2 separate regions of the Muntiacus reevesi genome follow, and region 1 is linked to region 2. A link is a contact called in public Hi-C data. All regions are on one chromosome and are shown on one strand. The core of a region is the stretch at or near the end of the contact, and the rest is flanking DNA. Distances in the headings are between cores, read along the strand shown.

Region 1 (2,700 bases), core at 172-2,671, 310 kb before region 2:
TCTGTCTTTCCAACCTTAAAAGATCTCTGAATCATGCTATTTCTTGCCATGTCACAAAGTTCTTTGACTTGGACAAATTTAAAAAGCGTCAATTACAGTTTTGTTTTTTTAAGCCCACTTGTTCTAAAGGACAGCTTGTTATATACTTATCTTCTTGTTATGATAAGCAAGTGTTAAATACGTGTAGAGCATAAATGCTGCTAACTTATGGATTCCGGTAATTTTAGATGTATGGGAGTGGCTAGATCGAAATATATGATTGTTGAATATTACAGTAGATATGTTCAGTTTGGTCCAACAAAATAAGAGAAATCGGCAGACATTATTTTTAGGGAGAAAAGATTCACCCAGGAATCCAAGGAGATAATTGTCAGAAGTCCTTAGGACATAATGTGATTTGAAATTACATTAAAATTTTAGTAAGCCTATTTCTGGGCATTACAATGGAAAAATATATATCTCACTTCACCGGGCCTTTTATGTGGTTTTAAAGGTTTTTTTTTTTCTTGTTTAGGTTGTCTACATCCGGTTTCCATTCTCTTTTCAGTCCTCTCATGATCTCCCTCTAGGGGGTTATGTTTTTGTGTTTACTTTATGCTTTTATCGTTTTTAAAGGAAAAAAGTGGGTCAGTATGACTTCAGTTTGTCTTCACTTTCACTCTGCTCTTCATTCCTGAACTAGCTTTTAGCCTCTGGGAGAGAAGAAAGTAAAAACGTTTACAGAAACTGGGCCAACCTCTCTCCGGCCCCCCTCCTCCAAGAAAACAAAACCTAACCAGCTCAGCAACAGAAGTTCCTTTCTGTCCTCACAGCACCTTCTATTTCCCTTCTCAGAAAGCTCGGGTTTTTATTATAATTGCTTATGGCGTATCTTTCATGCCAGTGAGACTCTTAGTCCTTTAAGGACCTACTGTATTGTCAAAAACATAATATAAAGGAGATTGTAGTTTAACTGAATAAAGGCTGTGTGTGTGTGACTGCTGCTCTCGTATCCACCCAGCCTCCCACAATAAAGGAGAAAAGCTGCAGCAATCAAGCTCAAGTGTGGGTCCTTTGACATCAGCTTTCTAGAGAACGGGTAGAGAACTGTGGCAATGGTATCTAAATTACATAATTACTTGGATAATTGAAGCCACAGTTTTTGTGCTGGTGGGGGGATGTTGAAAGTTGAAGGGCTGAGCCAGTCAGATTTCCTCTCCTGGTCGCCGTGGACAGGCACTGCCTAACTTCGCCCCCGTGGGGTCTCATCACCTCTCCCGCCGCCCTCTCGCCACCCCAGGAGCGGGGCCCTCGCGGCGCGGGGCCCCCACCTCGGGGTGGGGGTTTCCCGGGGATACCCCGCCCCGCCTTCCAGGCCCCGCCCCCGCCGCGGCCACCGGCAGGGGTCGCGCTGCCCGCGGCGAGCGGCTCGAGAGGGGGTGGGGGAAGCTCCGGCAGCCGGTCGCCTTTCTCTGCCGCTGCTGGTTGGAGCGTTTCAATAAAAGTCTTTTTTCTCTTGCGCTCTCTCTCCCCGGGGAAACAGGCGGAGGCGTCAATCCGCAGCCGCCGAGTGAGAAAGCGACGCACACGCAGCGGCGAGCGTCTCGTCGGCTCGGCACCGTCCGCGGCCCCAGAGAAGGAGCCCGTGTCCGGCCCGGCCGCTTCAGCCGGGCGTCGGCGCCTCCCTGCCCGCCCCGCTCCCACCCCGGCTCCTCCAAGGGGATTAGTGGGCCGCCCGCGCGACTCGGCGGCCCGGGAGCCATGTTGTCCGGGGGGCTTGGCAACGCGTGAGGGACCCGCGGCCCCTGCCGGAGGCTCGGAATCTTCGGCGAGAGCTGGAACGCGGCTGCGGCGGCGGAGGCCTGCGCGGCGGAGGCGCCTCGGTCGGCCAGAGGCTGGGACCCGGACCTGCATCCGGTCGCCGCGGGCGTCGGCGGAGCCGCTTTGCCTCTGCGCCTCCCTCGCCTCGCCTGCTCTCGGGACGCGGCCCCCGCACTTGCTGGTGAGTTGGCGGCCGGCGGCGGCGCGGGGCTTTCCCTCCTGCCGCGCCGACCCCGGGCGGAGCGGGGCCGCAGGGTGCCCGGGACTGGGGGCCGGGGCGGGCGGCTGGGTAGGGGCGCGGGAGGCTCGGGCCAGGTCGGAAGTTGAGAGAGGGCGGCGCGGCGCAGGGGGCTCCCTGGTGCCTGTCGCCCCTGGGGTCCAGCGCGGACCCCGGGCACTTCCCCGGGCGTGGGGTGGGGGTGGGTGTCTGACGTTCCGGCTCCTTCGCGGGAGGCGCCTTCAGCCGCCGCCGCGCCCGTATTTGCTGCCGTCTTGGTCTCCGGGGGCAGGCCGGTCTCCCCGCGAGGCCGAGGAGGGGAAGAGGCAGAAAGTCTCCCGAGACACAAAGGTCCCCTCGGCGGGGGTGGAGCTGCGGGAGCGGGCGGCGCAGCTCCGAGGGGAAGGAAGGGGCGCGGGTCCGCGGGAGGTGGGCGAAGAGGCGGCGGCCGCCGCGTTTCCAGCTCCTTGGAGACGCCGGGGGTGTGCGCGGGTGGGGAGCGGGAGGAGGAGGAGCCCTCGCGTGGGGAGCCGGCCGAGACAAAGATCGGGGCAGCCTCCCGCTGGCGGGTCACACCCCTGAGTGTTGGTCAGAGCAGAGGTGGAGGGAAGGTGGGAAACCCCAGTAACCGATGGGGAGGGGGAGATGAAGGGGCTGCCAAGTACTGTCGTCTGCGTCGCAGT
Region 2 (2,700 bases), core at 80-2,579:
AGGGGATCTTCCCAACTCAGGGATTGAACCCACGTCTTCCGCATTGCGGGTAGATTCTTTTACCATCTGAGCCACCAGGGAAGTCTGGCGGTTTCCAAATCTCCTGACTCTGGTTTTGGTACTTCATACCCATTTTCTGGGGTTTCCCTGGCGGCCCTGTAAAGACTCTACCTGAAATGCATGAGGTTCAGGTTCAATCCCCGGGTAGGGAAAATCCCCTGTCGAAGGGCAGGGCAACACACTCCAGTATTCTTACCTGGAGAATCCCATGGACAGAGGAGCCTGAAGGCTACAGTCCATGGGGCCATAAAGAGTCAGATAGGATACTAACACACACAGTCATTCTCTGAATGCTACCAGTGTTCCTTTAATAACGTGAGTCTGACCATGTAATTCCCTTGCTTAAACTTTTTCTATGAGTACTCCATTCATGCATTCAAGATTAAAGGTCCAGCTGTTTAAAGTCCGTTGAGACACATTCTTCTCCAGTTTTGCCAGTTTCAACTCTGAGGTTCCATTTTTCAGGCAAGTCATCCTTCAACCTCTCCTCACGTCCAGTATGCCCCAGTTCTGCATCCCCCTTGCGCCCACTGCACACTCTTACAATAGAATTCTCGTTACAGTTTACTGAGGTAATCGTTCTAAGTTTCTAAGATGAGAATGTGGTTTATTTTCGTTTTGATCTCTAGGGCCTGAAAATGTACATACTGGGTTGCCAGCATGGAAAACAGACACAAAACGGTTTTAAAATATAAACCTTGATGTTGACTCTTTCACAGTAGCTTTTGAAATGCTTGCATGAACCCTGCAGGGAAAAAAAAAAACCCCATTGCCTCCCCGTCGGGGAATCGAACCCCGGTCTCCCGCGTGACAGGCGGGGATACTCACCACTATACTAACGAGGAATTGCATGAGCAAAAGTCTTCTGACAGTTCTCTTATCTCTTCTGACCCCGCCCCTCTCACACCCCACAATCATCAATAGGCCTGACATTTCTTCCACTGCTATTGCAACTTTCATCGAAGTTGAATGGAACTAAAATAAAAGCGTCCACTTATTTCCATCTGCTTACCCTTCCTCTAACTTCCATTCCCCTCCTTTCCCCCCACTCTCACTTTGGGAGCAATATCGATCCACTTCTACACCCCTCGGCACACACACACTCCCAGAGAGCAAAGCGCACGCCTTGTCGCACTGCACTATGGGACTTGTAGTTCCATCAATGCCTCACCGTACTCTTTGCTGACTTCAAAGAACTTCCTTTCCCAGCGGACGCCGCGAACTCCTCCTCCTCTCTTTACCTCACACCCCCTTTCTCTCGTGCTCAGCGGAGTAGTCTGGTTGCTGAGAGCCGGGGTGCAGACCGTGTGCATCGGGACTCCTCACAGCCATGCCCGAGGTAGTGGATACGTGCTCCTTGGCCTCCCCGGCGTCCGTCTGCCAGACCAAGCACCTGCACCTGCGTTGCAGCATCGACTTTGCTCGCCGGGTACTGACCGGGACCGCCGCGCTCACCGTGCAGTCCCAGGAGGACAATCTGCGCAGCCTGGTACGGTGGGACCTGCTCCCGGGCGCCCGCCTCTCCCTGGCCACCCGTCCTCCGCCTCTCACCCCGCTTCGGCCCCTTCCCGGTGCGGCCCCGCGTGCGTCGCGCATCCGTAGGTGCTCCTCCGCAGCCCACAGCCCTGTTCTGCAGCTCCTCTTCAGCCTCCGCTCATTTCTCAGGGCCCCGGTCTTCAGCCCCCCACGCATCCCATATCGATGCCTCCCAACCCAACTGGAGTCTCTGCATTCCTTCCTTACCCACTATGTGTACCTGCCTTCTCCTCCACTCCTTTCCCCAAAGCCTCCTTCGCAGTTCCTGGACACATCCTGGTGCCCATTCCACGCCCCGCTCCTCACCCAGCGCTTGTTTCATCTTAGCAGGAATTCTGCTTTCCCCGCTAATCCTAGCTCCCAGCGCTAAAGCGGTCGCCCCATTTCCTCGGCCTGCCGCCCAGAACTCCCTCCTCAGGCCCCAGAATTCTTCCAGTCCCCGCACACTTTGCTCAGTCCACACTGTGAGCTAAGTCCCAGGCCCTCTGTCCTGCGGGTTCTCAGCCCCACCTCTCGCTCCCAGGCCCCTTTACTTCAACCTGCGGGTCTACGGGATGTGACCGACCACCATCTCCCTGCCAGTTCTCAAACCCCTCAGAACCCCGAGCCCTGCTGTAACATTTTCAGCCTCCGCTTTATAACTCCAGGTGCAGCTGCCTCCGGATTCGTGGTTCTTCCTACCTTTGCTTCTTATCACCCTTCTCTGAGAAAAATTTAAGGAGGGGGGGACATTCAAGCTTTCTAAGGATGTCTCAATACAATTGATTAATAGTTGGTCCCCAGCAGCAAATAATATTGCACTTTCTTAGAAAATAAGGACTTCTCCAAGCTCTCTAGCCACCAGAATGATGAAAAACGTGTTTAGCTTTGTGGAATGTTATTATTTTATCTGTACAACATAGCCTATTTTCAGTGTTCTTACTCAAGCTGTCTGATAGTATTTGAATTTCCAAGATAAGGATTTTTACAAATAAAAGGAACAAGAAAACTAGCCACATATATTGCATAGTGTGGTATTAGCTACTACAGCCCAGCAATAAGCAACAGAGAAGGTATGTTGTAAGCTTGCTAGGGGGAAATCAGTGGAATCCACTGATCGGGCGT

Evidence for each region. Hi-C and Micro-C count contacts between places; a contact is called where the count stands out from the background.
Region 1: a contact with region 2 is called in a Hi-C map of muscle, with 3 times the contacts expected there. The contact joins the promoter of CDK17 here to the promoter of LTA4H in region 2. A contact is called at or near these places in 2 of 3 Hi-C or Micro-C datasets (blood and muscle).

The regions. Positions count from the first base shown.
Region 1 is chr1:6,970,651-6,973,350 of mMunRee1.1, reverse strand. It overlaps CDK17 (cyclin dependent kinase 17), which reads left to right and starts at 1,421. Exons shown (of 17, transcript XM_065937177.1): 1 at 1,421-1,981.
Region 2 is chr1:6,660,251-6,662,950 of mMunRee1.1, reverse strand. LTA4H (leukotriene A4 hydrolase) reads left to right here and starts at 1,329. Exons shown (of 19, transcript XM_065920930.1): 1 at 1,329-1,549. The coding sequence starts at 1,391. TRNAD-GUC (transfer RNA aspartic acid (anticodon GUC)) reads right to left here and starts at 905; the gene lies at 834-905.